Linked DNA regions of Anas platyrhynchos: region 2 is linked to region 1. The links are chromatin contacts, called in public Hi-C maps. All regions are on one chromosome and are shown on one strand. Each heading gives the region's core, a stretch centred on a gene start, on an enhancer-like site or on the middle of the called end of the contact. The rest is flanking DNA. Distances are from core to core; before and after follow the strand shown.

Evidence for each region. A called contact is a pair of places that touch in the nucleus more often than the background predicts.
Region 2: a contact with region 1 is called in a Hi-C map of subcutaneous adipose tissue, with 4 times the contacts expected there. The contact joins the promoter of TBC1D9 here to the promoter of RNF150 in region 1. A contact is called at or near these places in 3 of 8 Hi-C or Micro-C datasets (F1 follicle, skeletal muscle and subcutaneous adipose tissue).

Annotation. Positions count from the first base shown.
Region 1 is chr4:39,510,866-39,518,094 of IASCAAS_PekinDuck_T2T, forward strand. It overlaps RNF150 (ring finger protein 150), which reads left to right and starts at 4,988. Exons shown (of 7, transcript XM_005022419.6): 1 at 4,988-5,825. The coding sequence starts at 5,360.
Region 2 is chr4:39,640,047-39,647,119 of IASCAAS_PekinDuck_T2T, forward strand. It overlaps TBC1D9 (TBC1 domain family member 9), which reads left to right and starts at 5,639. Exons shown (of 21, transcript XM_038178920.2): 1 at 5,639-5,744. The coding sequence starts at 5,654. RNF150 (ring finger protein 150) reads left to right here. Exons shown (of 7, transcript XM_005022419.6): 7 at 1-2,505.

The DNA of each region.
Region 1 (7,229 bases), core at 3,738-6,237:
ATGGCAATTTTGCCTCTGGGACACAAGGAGCACCATCTCACTATGAAAACTTAATAAGGATCAAACAAGATAAAGCTCCCTTCAACACTTTTCATAATTTTTAAATGAAAATGTCACTTTCCCTATAAATTCTACTAAACCTTTCCTATAGCAGCAGTGAGTGTATCTGTCTGGAACACTTTTTTTTTCCCCCCCTCTGGAGCTTTACTTTGAATATTTCTTTAGAGCATCAGAATGTTATGAAAAATATTAAATTGACCTAAGTAAATGAAACCAGAACTCCAGTAGCTAGTATAGTAATTCAAACGATTTTGCAGAATAATGAAGGAGCATTCAAATCTAAGGCAGGATTCTGTGACAAGCAATATAGCTATTAGCATATGAATAGGAAGATGGATGGAGTATTAACAGTGTCAATTAGGTCATGAAAAGATATATTGCTCAATTAACTCTCTTAATGAACAAATGTGTTGTTTTCTGTAATGCAAAGTACAGTATTAGCAGCAAATGGGTGAGGCAAAGGTATCACTTTACCCTTTGTGTGGCTTCCCAGTGTTAACATCTCTTCTGTGCTTCTCCAGCTGTAAGCAAGAATCAATTTCAGTTTCATAGCTAGGGAAGGAGAAAGGCCTCATTTTCCTGAGCACCTGTAGAGATCATGTTTCAGTCAACTCTTCCAGCTGTCCATCAGCATCAAAATGCCTTCAGGCTGCCTTGGAGTTAGCTCTAACCCCAAGTCTCTCTGAGCCCACACCTGTTGGGGTCCTACCCCTGTGAGGGCTCACTGTGTTGAATGCAGGGGGAACAGAGCTGCCCCCTGATGGGACTTCCCCCCTACCCTGCAGTGTCTGTTTTCTGTGGGTTTGCTTTTGCCTGCGTCCAGGTCAAAACAGAATCGCCAACATTTGGGTGCATCTAGGTCCTGTATTCAATAAGGTATCATGTTTGCATGCTCTGAATTGCTTGCTGAAGGTGCTTGCCACTAATGATAAAGGGAGCCACAGCACCTAATTTAGGTGCCAGCAAACCCTTAAAAATAGCTGGCAATGCTACCTCAAGTATAGCCCAGTCATTCTTCTGCATTAAGATGCTGAAATTCCAGGTAAATCCCTTCTTTATCAGAATTTAGACAGCCTAACCTTACTTTAAACCTTCACCATTTTAACTCTTGACAATGATTGTCCAAACAGGCTGAGATAAAGGTCCACAAAACTCCATGGGATCCCCTAACAGAGGGGTGACAACCTAATAGCCTGGAGGAGATTCCTCTCCTTTAACAGAAGCAATTTCTAGCCATTCCCTTTCAGACAGCTTGAAATTTTTGTGTGTAACAGACACAGTCTAGCATAATGTAAATGTAACAAGTTCTCTTCTGAACCAAAAAGAGATACAAACTAATGAATTTTACCTTGTGAAAGGGTAAATTAACAATGTATTTATTTTGGTACATAATAGAGGTAGTCATGTAGTGAATTTCAGTTTGTCATTTACTCATAATCAGCTGTTACCTAAAGCCATCTTCTGTGTTCTGTATGTCATGAATCTGGAGTTCTCCTGGAAACAGTCCTTTGAGAGAAAGGATTGTCCTTCTGCATACAATTGATACCCTTATATACATGTGAAAAAAGAATAGAAATAACATTGCAAGAACTGTCCAGATTATTCATAGGAAACTGGAAGAACATCAGAGGAACCAAACAAGATAGAAAGTTATCTAACAACACAGCAAATGTAATTCACTGTAACCAAAGCGTGGAAAGCACACAGAAAAGCAGCTGATCACACATTGCTAAATTCCAAATTAGTTGGGCCCATTCAGAGAGAAGGCTCAGGCAGAGGAGAGCTTAGTGTCAGTATCTCAGTCAAGAGGTGATTCCTTGAAGTCTCTACAAATCCTGAGTTTAAAAAAAAAAAAAAAAAAAAAAAAAAAGTGTTACAGATCCTGTAAAATGTTTTTCAATAGTGCATAAACATAGAGATTGTGCTTTTCACTGTTATCCAGGCTAGGTGATGTGTGATCATGCTGGATGAGTGCCTTTTATGTGTCTGCAGAGGCCGGGGGGAACAAAAGTCTCAGGGTTTGGGTTTGTTTTGTTTTGTTTTTCTGAAGAAGAAGAGCATAGACTAGGGTAAGGTGGTGCCAAAAGTCGTGGGGGACTAAGAGGAAACATGTTATGGCTGCTTGGATGTTTATCCAGAGTATGGTGTTCTTGTGCTGGGCCAGACAGGCTCTCTGAGGGGCAAGGCAAGGGGAGAACCTCAGATGTTCCTATGGACAGAAACAAAAAATTGGGAAGGACCATCAGCAGCCGTCTGTGTGACTGGAAATCAGTGGGTTAACCTAGTTAATTGTACTTTGGCTTTTGGCAACAAAAGTAATTAAATAGCCTGTTGTTTTGATTCATTTTAAAGTGAGAAGCAACCACTAGATTGTAGATTCACTCTGAAGAATTTCATACTTGCACTTCAATCAAGTGTTCCTTCCAGGGGTACCTTTTGCGTTTGATTTGAACTTGTCTTTCAATTCCCAGGACAGTCTCACTTCAGAGTTTTCTCCAATGGACAACCACCTTGATCAGCTACCTTGGCTATAAGTTACATTGTCTAGTTTAAAATTGGGGTTCTTGTTATGCCTTTACCCCCTAACTTAAAGAGCCTGTTAGTACCTGCTGTTATATGCCTGTGATGGTACTTCCATAATGTGATCATATTGCCTTTTTTCTTGAAAAGCTGAATAGATTGGGCACCTGAAATCTCTCCCTGGGAGAGGAATTATTTAAAATCATTTTTAGGTTTCCTTTCTTAACCTTCTCTGGTATTTCAATATCCTTTGAAAAATGCAGATACCAAGACTGGGCAGCTTCTAGTATCTGTCTCAGTGATGCATCATGCAGAGAGAAAATTGCTTCTCTACTCCTACTTGTTACTCCTCTGGAACATCTGAGGATTGCTGCATCCTTTTCAGGCCCTTTCTTTCCTTTCCTTAGGAGTAAAGCACAATTCCTTCCCACTCTGTGTGCAGGATAACACACACACACCAGTTCTGCTCCCAAGAGGGTGGTGGTTTCATTCATATTTTTGTATTGAGTTATACTTCAACTAAGCTCATCTTACCTGCTTCTTCATGTGTTACATATGTAATAAGAATGTCATGTGTTGTTACATGACACACCTTTAAAAAATCTGTTATGACCATGGCTGTGTAACTTTACTAACCACACAGCTATTTCCTCTCAAAAATATAAATCATGTTTTCTTAAAACAAACAAATACACACAGTCTGGCATCTACACAACTGATTTTTTTTATCTTCTTTTCCTTGGGATTTGTTAACACTGGACTGACCAGCCTGTAACTAAGTGGCCACCATAATTTGGTTTTCTGGATCTTTTCAGGAAACTAAGCAGTCAATCTTTCAAGATTTTCCTGTTATGACAAGATTTACTTCAAGTAGTGTCGGAGAGCTGGGTATTTTCTCCACCCCCTGCCCACTCTTTTGGGATTCATGTGTACCGTTTTTCTGGGTTGGCTGGTTTTTGTATGTTCTTAGGAGTTGCTTCTTAATCTCTATTTTATGAGTCAATGATCTGAGAAATACATTCTCCTTTTCTTTCCAGATATAAAACTGAAATATTTATTACCCATTTATACCTCTTCTGCCTTCTCTTCTAACAGCACTTCTTACTCTTCCAAATACACAAATGCTTTATTGCCCCTAGCCCTGCCAGACATGGATTTTTCCCTGCTGGATTTTGCTGCCTTTATGAAATCTCAACACTTCTTAATTAATGTTGATTGCCCTCTACTTTGCTTTCTCAACATTAGTTTTACATGGTAAGTTTTTCATCTTAATTGCTGACTTCACTTCTCCAGGAATGGGCTTTCAAGCAAAATTGTCCTCTTGATTCTTGGTAGATTTGCAGCTTTTTGGTAACCCATTATACTTCCGTATACATTTCTCTATTTTATTCCCATATTTGTAACTCTTCCTCAGAAAATCACTTTTTTTTTTTTTTTAAACTTTGGGGAAATAACCTATTCAAAGCACTGTGTGTGTAAAATGTGGTTAAGTCTGTCGACCGAAGCCAGCTTAGATCAACGGCAGCTATGAACATGAACTGGAAACGGGAAAATATTGCCACTAGCGAGATACTTATGCATCTCATCTCAGCCAAAGAGTTTGCCATTTCTAGCACCACATTTTAAAAACAAGGTAGCTAAAATAGGTGATATGTGTTAATCTTGTGAGATGTCCTTCTGTTACTGAAGGTAGTTACGGAAAAGCAGAACTTTTGCTGCTCACTTGCACTAAGATGGACAGAGTCAGTTGCTATCTGACCTTGTTTTATATCGATATGAAGGGCATTTAAGTCTTGGCCAAAAGTCTTTTTTGGGTGTTTTAAGTGTTAAAATCCACAAATCTGGGCTTTCTCTGAGCTAGGATTAAGCTTATTCTCTTCTGCCCGTGTCTGTTGAGTGTTTCCAGATTGCTGCTTTGTCATTTTTGGAAGCTTTTGCATTAGACGTTGTGCTCATGCTGGTAGCTCACCTGATTTTGGTAAACGTGCTTGTCCGTGATGTTCACAGTAAGTTAGTCTGTCTGAATTTTATAACCTGTATGCGTGCATTTAAATCTATGTAACTTTGGAAGAGACACCAGTGACTATCCCTCTCTGGGGGAAAAACCTGGTGGGTTTTGCTGCTGTACATGACAAGGTTCGTGTTTGCAGGAGCAACAGCAGTGCCCTCAGGACGTTTCTGTCTTTAGATCTGTCTTTAGGATCTGTCTTCAGGAGGAACCGGGCTGGGGGCGCCCCGCCCGCCGCCGCCTCAGGGCCCCGCGCTCCCCCTCAGCCCCGTCCCCAGCGGCCGCGCTGCGCGGGGCCCCCGCCAGGTGCCGCTGCCGGGCCGCTCCCCGGCCCCCGGCGCCCCGTTCCCCGGGGGGGCCGGGCCCGGCGCCGGCTGGAAGCCCTCCTCCCCTCCTCCCCTCCTCCCCTCCCTCCTTCCCTCCGCTCCCCACCGCCGCCACAGCCCCGCTCCTGCCCGCAGCGGGGAGGGGACGGAGGGGAAGGAGAGCGGGGGCGGCCCTTGGAAATCAAACGGCCCCGCTATGAATTAGGCAGCGGGCTGCGAGAGGGGAGGGAGGGAGGGAGGGAAGGAGGGGGCCCCCCGCCCTCCCCCGCACGGCGCCCGGCGGGAGCAGCGCCGCCCCGCTCGGGGCACACACACACCATACACACACCATACACACACTCACACCGTACACACACACCACAGACACCGCACACACACCGGGAGCAGGCGGCGGGGGCGGGCCGGCCGGCTGCCGGGGGGGGCGGGCGGGTGGGGGGGCCGGCAGATGAAGATGGCAATGTCTGTGATCCAAGCGTGCCGCAGCCTGGCTCTCTCAACATGGCTGCTGTCCTTTTGTTTCGTGCATCTGCTGTGCCTGGACTTCACCGTGGCCGAGAAGGAGGAGTGGTACACGGCCTTCGTCAACATCACCTACGCCGACCCGGCGGGCGGCAGCGCCGAGCTCCGCAGCGAGAAGAGCGAGTGCGGGCGCTACGGCGACCAGTCGCCCAAGCAGGACGCCCGCGGGCAGGTGGCCCTCTCCGCATCGCCCGCAGACCGCTACGCCTGCGACCCCGGCACCCGCTTCAACGCCCCGGCGCCGGGCAAGAGCTGGGTGGCCCTCATCCCGCGGGGCAACTGCACCTACAGGGACAAGATCCGCCACGCCGCCGCCCAGAACGCCTCGGCCGTCGTCATCTACAACGTGGGCTCCAGCAACGCCAACGAGACCATCACCATGCCCTACGCAGGTGAGGCTTCGCCCCGGTCGCAGGGAAGGTGGCCTCGCACCTCCCGGATGGTGGCACGCTGGGCTGCAGGCCTTGCCGGGCAGTGGGTGCCCATGGTGAGCGATGGGCGTGCTGCCGGCACAGCTCCAGGGGAGAAAAGTTTGGGAGATGCAAAGTTTGGGTTGACTGGAGGGATGGATGGGACCCCGAGCCCGCCACGGGGCTCCCGTGTTTTGTTGGGTCCTCCGGCAGGTGCCCTGTGGGAGTGGGACCTCCTCAAGAGGAGAGCGGTGGTGTTTGTGGTGTGTTTGTATCAGGAGGTGCAATAAAGTAAGGGCACAGTGTCCACTGTCTCACCTGTGACAGCATAAAAGCCATGGGATCAGGCAGGAAAGCAAAGTATTCAAGTATTTGATTTGGTGACAACGTGGGATGTTTTGTCCAGGATTCAGGGGGCTTCACTCGCTGGGTGAGCCCTCTGGTGGGGTGCTCGCAGTGCCAGCACACCGGTACTTGGGTCCCAAAGTGTGCTCCTCAACTAACGCAGCAGAAATCCAGTTGTCGGAAACAACACGAACCTCTGGTTTTGCCCACAAACAAACCCACTGTTTTTGTAACAGCATTGGAGCTGAAATAGCATAGATTTAAAAACAGATCACCAGATTTATATTTAGGGACGGTGTTTAGTGCCAGGGGTCACTGCTCTTTTATACCAGCAGCCTGTTCTGTGAGGACTGAAATGCCACCTATTGTGAAATTTCAGTTTGGTTTGCATCCAATAACTAATCATGCCCAGCTGCTTCATGCCAGTTGAATCTTAGCAGAGTTGGGGGTAAATTGAAACACAGAAAGGCTGCAAAACAGGCTCTTATTCTAATGACATTTGAAAGTCTGTTAGCAAAGTAGCTAGCACAGATGTGCTGAAAAACAATTTGTTGCCTGACTAACGCTACAATACTGCTGATGCAAAAGCAGTGCTTTTCCTTTTGGAAGGAACCCCTTGCGTGCCGCCTTCTGAAGAGATTAACTGTTTATTTGGGCACGTTCTTTTTTCTTTGATCGGATCGGTGGAAGATTTTCTTTATCATTTTCCATTGGCTTTGTAAGACAAGGAACTCCTAACCTCTTGAGCTTCTTAGAACTGTGCTTTATAACCTGCATGTGGTTTAGTAGCTGTTCAGATAATAGTTCTTGCTACTTTAAGTATGACAGATTATTTACTAAGCAGTATAACATAGTAGGAACTTGGCATACTTTCGCACCCTTAAAGTAAAGCTCGGGCTGTTTCAAAACTTCAGATGCGTCGCTTGTGCTTGTCCAGTAAATTTCTCTAAAACTGCCAACATGTTGGATCAATTAATGGTTTGCCTGTTTTTAAAGTATGCACTAAGCTGTTTTCCCACACAAATGGTGTTTTATTAAGGA
Region 2 (7,073 bases), core at 4,389-6,888, 130 kb after region 1:
TGTGCTAACGTGAGCCTTGGCAGCAGGGAGGGGAAACAGTGGGATCAAACTAAGGCTGTGCAGATCCTACCCTCGCCCCTCTCTGGTAACTTCACACTGACCTCGCGTAGCGCCCAGCCGGAGGGAGGCAGCTGCAGTGCAGAGGATCAGCGCCTTTGGGTGCACCCTGTGCATCATCCTGGTAGCATAGAAGGGCTCACGGATAAATGTCCTGCAGTACGGCTCAGCGTGGGGGCTGAGGAAGAGGCAGGCCCTGGGCTTCGGGCAGATTCAGGGGAACCCAACCACTTCATAAGCAGGGCTGCTGCTTCACTGAGGAGCACTGAGTGCAAACAGGCTCGTTTGGTTTACAGATGCAGTGTTTGAGCGTATATGGGGCAACCGGTCTGACAGATAGAAATCAATTCAGTTCAAGCAGCAGCAAACACCAACATAAGGAAATATTTTAGGAGAAAGGGAAAATGAGGGTGGAGGTGTTTTAGCAGACTTTTTGAATAGGGACAATTGATCCAAGACAAGCAGTCCTTTCCTTCAGACAAGCCCTTACCTGAACTAATTGATAGCTCCGCAGCTGGCAGGGGAGCCAGGTGGGCTTGCGGCTGCGGGTGCAGCAGCTGGGGGCGCCGAGCGAGGGCCAAGGGTGCCCTCTGCTGCGCAGCTGCCACCCACCAGGCAGGAGCAGCTCCCAGCGCTTTATCTTCCCTGGCACTTCTGTTCTGTGGAGAAAAAAATAAAATAAAATAAAAATAAATAAATAAAAGCTTTCTGAGCACAAGCTGTATTTCAAAGAGAGAAACAGAGGAGATGAGAGGAATGAAAGGCGTTGTGGAGTTTGAATGGAAAGTCAACGGATGAGTTTTCCATCTGAAATTAATCTTGCCCCTCCCAACTATTTTAATTGTGAATTGGTGGAAGTTTGTTCTTTCTGGAGTGAATGCCGAAAAAAAAAGACAAAAAGAAGAAACAGAATTTTCCCTTTTTATTTCCTGATTTTTCAGTCCTATGTAGTGTTAAAAATAACAAGATCAAGGCGCTTGGTTGCTCTGAATGTATACGGTTATTATAGATGTCAATATCTAAATGTTTTGTATGTATGTAATGCCACCCTCACTTCTTGTTTCATGTTTAGGAACCTGAAATGACTGTACCATTTTGTAACTAGAAATGTAAAGAGGGGATGGGGTGGGAGGGTCTGTTATTTTTATAGCAAGATGTTCCTTGTATTTAGCGAGCATTTAAAATGGTTTTGTACTTGTCCAAATATACATTCCATCCATTTCCAGAAGAGAATTATTTTTATTTAGAGTAGTTTATAAGCAAACCAAAAAAAAAAATAAAATAAAATACAATGTCCCATTTGTACACAGTTCATGAACATAGCAGAAATATTCTGTTTTCCAGTGATGGCTCCAAAGTTTTTCCAACAATGTCTTCTCTCACACACTGCACAGCCATACCAGCAAATGCCAATATTAAAAAGGGAAGGAAAAAAAAAAAAAAAAAAGAACAAAATAAATACCATATGCATCAGCATACAGCTTACCAAAATAATTTCCAGTTAGGAGACAATGTTCTGTATCAGTGAAATTCTCCCAGGCTGCTGTCGGTCCAGTTGCGGACACCGGGAGCGGCTCTGCTTCAGCCCTGCCCCTGCCCAGCGGGGCTGATAGCCCGAGGAAGCTGGGGGGACGTGGCAGGGTTGTTGCACACATGCACGCACACACGCACACACGTGTGAACTCACTGGCATGCCGCATCTTCTGTTGTCTGCAGGTCCGTCAGGACCAGGGCCTGTTCTTGGCTGAAGCTCTTGCTGGTACTGCCGGCGCTTTCTGTAGCCTGACCGTGTTGTGCTGTTTGTGACGGTGGGAACTACCCTTCAGCTCCACGAATAAAATAAAGTTCCTTTCTTCAGGTTGCTACACTTTGGTGTAGGAAACACCTAGAGAAAGACCAGGGCAAAATCATACTGTAGCATTTGCATAGGCAGTTCTTTTCCTTAGCTTTTTTTTTTTCCTGCTACCTGTGAATTTGCTGCCAAAACAGAGCAGTAGCAGTTTGTGAAGCAAGCCTTTTTTTCTGTACAGCATTGCACATATAGTTTAACTCTTTGCTGATACTTTGTAATGTGTACATCTTCCCTTTCAATGCACTTTATCTCTTGAAAAATGTGGGAGTCAGAGAGCTACCACCTTAAAGGGATTTGCCTGAAATCATGGGGCACACACTTTTTTTTTCATCTTGCTTTGTTATATACTGTAAATGCTAAAGAGCATGGACAGTGACTCAGCTGGGGGAAGTACCAAAATGTTAAGGCTAATATTTGAAGCGTTATTCAGTAGTACAACACGGCTATTTTTGTTATATAGAAGATTATAATGTAAATATGTGAGACTGTGTTATTATGTACTAGTAAAATATTGCAACTATCAAAGTTAAGATTGTGAATTCTGAGGAATTTTATTGCAAGTTTTTTAATAAAACGAATCTGATTACTGTGTCATACGTATTTTCTAACAGACAGTAAAGCTGGCATTTCCTGATGCGTCAAAGTCGCTGATTGTTTCTCACTGAACATGGCTGCTGCTGCCTTTGGCACCGATGCAAAGCAGAAGCTCCGGCCAGGAGGGACCCAAGCTGCAGCCTGGCCTCCAGCCGCAGCTGCTGCCCTCGCTCTCCCCGTCCTTCAGCTGCTTTTGGTCAGAAAGCAGTGGCTGTGCGGGAGGTGAGCACCTCCGCATCCTGGAGGAAGAGCTGGGGTCACCCTTGGCCCTGGGCAGCATGTGCTAAAATAGCTTTAAGGTGCGACGGCTCTACCGTGCCACAGAAAGCATCGAACAGCCCGTGCAAGGAGTCGTCTGGCTGCTCTTCCCTGTCCCACTCGTCCCCAAAGGTGTCCCCTGGGCAGGGGGCAGAGGGCGATTTGAGGTATCACCAGCCCAGGATCCCGGTCTGTGCTTTTCTCCCTATGACCACGTAGTTGCCGGGCGGCCACAGGAGGGAGCAGGCCCGGTTCCTTCGGCAGGCAGCGGAGCGAGTTGCTGTGGGATCTGCACACACAACGCAGCTGCTGCCAGTGCTGCAGATCGTGTGGGCACAGCGTGCTCGGGTATCGCAGCAGAAGTAACCCAGTGCGCGGCTGCTCAGAATGGCAGCAGGGCTATAAATAACGAGGAGTGTGCGGCAATTAATTCCAGGATGCAGGCACATACTTATGGCTGGGGTGACATCACTCTTCGCCACTGCGTATGGGCTCCGTCTCTAGTCAAAGTGCAGCAATAAAGCTATGCTGCTCTGTGCTTTTTTTTTTTTTTTTTTTTTTTTCCTCCTAAGTCAAATTGTTCTCGCTCCTGTGATTGCAGGAGGTGACCTTCAGACCTGTCACAGCCAGTGGAGAGGACGCAGGACTCAAAAGAAATTATCCAGATTTGTACTGTGCCAGCCAACCCAGGGTCCCTCCTGTCCCGTGATACCCAAAATGTGCTAGGAAAGAAAGCACGCTTTGTGCTGCACATCTGAGGGTGCCCTAAGGGATGCTGCATTTCCTGCACCGAGTCTTGGGGACTCCCAGGAAAACAGCTCCGAGAAAGCAGCAATGCCACACGGGGTGAGCAGGTCTGGGGGAGGCCCATGGGGAATAAGAGGATTTACGGTCCAAAAGAAATCAGATGGGTTGGTGCATTCATATCTACCATAGATCAGCCACAAGAAGCCAGTGCTCAGTCAGGGAGGGTGCAATTTTGCAGCACACTCGTTCCTCAGCCTCTGCGCCCCACGCAAAATGAGCAAGCCCTGGCCACAACTGAATCAGGGGACACATCACCGCCCTCACGTGCCGGGGCCACCCGGTGCTGCAGGCCACCACGCTCCTCTGGCCATGCTGCTGGATGGACGTCTGCCCCTCAGTACCCTGCCTTTACAGTCCGGCCTGCCCCCTGACAGGTCGCAAGGAGAGGCTTGTGCAGGGAGGCCGGCAGCGGCAGCTGAAGCCCAGGCAGCTGTCCTCCTGCTCTAGCTAGGAGCATGGTAGCTCCTGGCAGAGATACAGAGCAGACAGCTGGGAGTGGTAACGCCTCAGACGTGTTGGCCGAGCCCCAGAGCTCGTCTGTCAGAGCCCAGAGCTCAGGCGAGGTTGTTCCCCTGCCCTGCTTGGGGCAGCCGTGCTGGCTCTGGCCCACAGCCCTGGCCTGCATCTGATTCTGAGCAGACGCCAATGAAGGCACAGCACCAAAGCAGTCGCCCCCTCTGAGTTGCTCCTGGCTTTCCAGACATCCTGCACGTCCCAGCTGCAGGGGCCAGGCTCGCTCAGTCATGTTTTGTGTGGACAGGACACGGGCACATCCTCGCCACTTTTCTCCAAGCCCCGTGGGCCCCTCTGGAATTGCGTGGCGTGGCCAGAAAGAGGAAGGCTCGGGGTGCAGGCACAGCAGTGCCCAGGGCTGCAGTGTACGCGGGCTGGGGGCAAGGCCTGTGGTATTTGATGTTTCCTGCAAGCCCTCAGCTTCTGGAGGCAGAGGGAAGGCAGCGCCGTGTGGGGCTGCAGCCTTAGCGACTGAGAAGTGCTGAAAAAATTGGGTGGTAAAAGTCCCAACCACATCAGGCCTCGCTCAGCCCTGTTCTCTCTGCGAGGAGCTCCTCACACAGGCACGTCCCCGTCCCTGCGAAACAGGAGTGCTCTTCCCCAACAGGAGGCTCCCTCGCCCTGCAAATGCATCTCCCAGCCCCGCACACCGTGTGCCGAGCCGCAGCCATCGCCTCGGCCACAGTCCGGTGGTGGCGGTGGGTCTCTGTGCCCCTGTCCGCTGGGACTCCGGTGGGCTTTTCCCCAAATCAGCAGCCCAGCCTGGCTGCCTGCATGCAGAAAATGCCACCTTTTGACTAGGCTTTAGCCAAGGAGTGTTTAAGAAGCAAATCGGTTGAACTTCTGTGGGTGCACACGCTCGTATCCATGTAGGAGCGGGTTATTTTGGCGTGGCTTCGGTTGACAGAGGCTCACAAGAATTGCCCGGGCTGCCCCGTACAGGGAATCCCACTCAGACCTGAGCGGGGAAAAACCCATATCCAAGCGTGGTGCACTTTGTGGGGGCCCATGTCTCACATCCCACTCCAGCCCCATATCAGAAGCCCTGGGCTGTATGCAGACACCTTCACCTGGGCACAACCCAGCCAAAATTCAGGCGCACATCAGTGTCACCTTCACCCAGCATCTGCCCCATGCTCAGGCCAAGATTCAAGCCCACAAGGTAAAACACAAGCTGTCAGCACAGCCTCAGCACATGGAGTACTTCATTGTACCTCTGGTGTCCTGTTCTCAGTGTGGCTTGGGTCTCAGAGCCAGAAAAATACCCAAAAATGGAAGAGAAAAATCACACAAGAATGTGTTATTTTGATGAGGGTGGTGGTTTGGGATTTTTTATTTGTGTGTAATAATTGCCCCAAAGGCATAGAGAAGGGGGATTTTCTTATGGAGGACTGACGCTGAATTTCACAGCCTTTCAGCTAGAAAAGTGCTCTGAAACAGCTCATCAGCACTGGGGAAAAAAAAAAAAAAGAAAAAAAAAAAACATTTCTCCTTGCCTGCACTCAGTGGGGTCCTAAACAGAAGCAGCTGGCAGGGCTCCCCGGTGCAGGTGCATGCAAGGCATTGTTAGCAATGGCCAGCATGGGTCAGCTGTGCTGCTGGGCTGTGCAGAGGGGGAAGGCCAGCGTGCTGGGAAGGCGTCTGCAGGACCTGTGGGCTGAAGGTATAAAGCAGCCCTAGTGATACTGCAGAAGGAATTTTCTTGTTGTAGGGGCTCCTTTTGCCTCTGTTCTGGGGGAAGACAAGGGCTCAGCGCAGCACCAGGGAGAGGTTCTCTGGGATGACAATGAAGGATTCGCTTGTGCTTTGGCTGGTAGGAAGCTGGGCTTTTTTTTCCTTGGTAGGCTGTCACCTGTTGGAGCAATCAGCCCAAGTTGCTCTTTGTGTGCTTCTGGTGTGGTGCTACCTAGTGCCCTTGGCCTCGCCTGGGCTCAAGGCATGCTACTTACTAAAATGTGACTTTTATACCCAAATACCTGGGGGTGGGAACTCCCTGCTGGCTGCCTTGTCCCTGGGAGCCCCTGCAGAGGAAGGGTCCTGGGGCGCAGGTGTGAGAGCCAGGACACTGCTTGTCATGGGGATAGCAGTATTATAAGGCCCTGAGGATGTCAAATCCACCTCAATTTGTGGTCTGTAGGACCTTAGGCAAACATATTATTGCTGCTTGTTCACTCAAGAGAAGCTGTCACTGACTGAGAGCATCCTCAGATGAGGGGCACATAAGCAGTAAATTGCCTGGTGTTTTGATAGCTATTGCTTGAGCTTTGCACGCCTGTTTTGTCAGGCTTCATAAGTGGTGAAGCAGCTCCATCTGACCGTGAGAGATTCTCTCTTTGTGCTGGAGATAATTTTATGCAGCTGTGAGATCATCTCCCTGGAGAGTAGGTCTGGCCAGCAAAGGAGCAAATCCACGCTACTGCATCTCGCTCCTCATGTGTCTGAGAGGTTAAGCAGAGCAATTCAGAACTGCACTTGGCCGTCTCCAGGATGTGAAGTCTGACTTTGCACAAAAGGCACATTAAATGCAAACCGTGTGGTGTGTAAATATAATTTTTTTTCTTTCTAGCAATACGGTGTCAGCGTGCTCTTGTCAGCCCTTGATTGTAATACCAGAAACCTTCCTAAGTACTGTTATTCTTGCTGTTATTAGGTTATATTATCTTTTCTGTCCATTCTCTTCTTTGGATGGAAATAGAGATTAGCCTTGCTCTTTAGATTTTGTAAAGCTTGCTGGTAGCCAGGGACTTGAATGTTTTTCTTTTGCAGTAAATACGGTCATTCTGGTTTCTCCTTTCTCCCTCACTTTGTTGCATCCTTTGTAAGGTTCATGGTCCTCTGCTGCCAAATAGGACATGCACAAACTGTAGTTCAGAGCTTGTATGAAGGTTGTTCAAGCTCAAACAGCATTCCTGCTTCCGTTTAACCTTTTTCAGGAAGGTGACATTGACCTTCATTTTCTTTTTACTTTTTTTTTTATAAGGAAAAAAAAAGC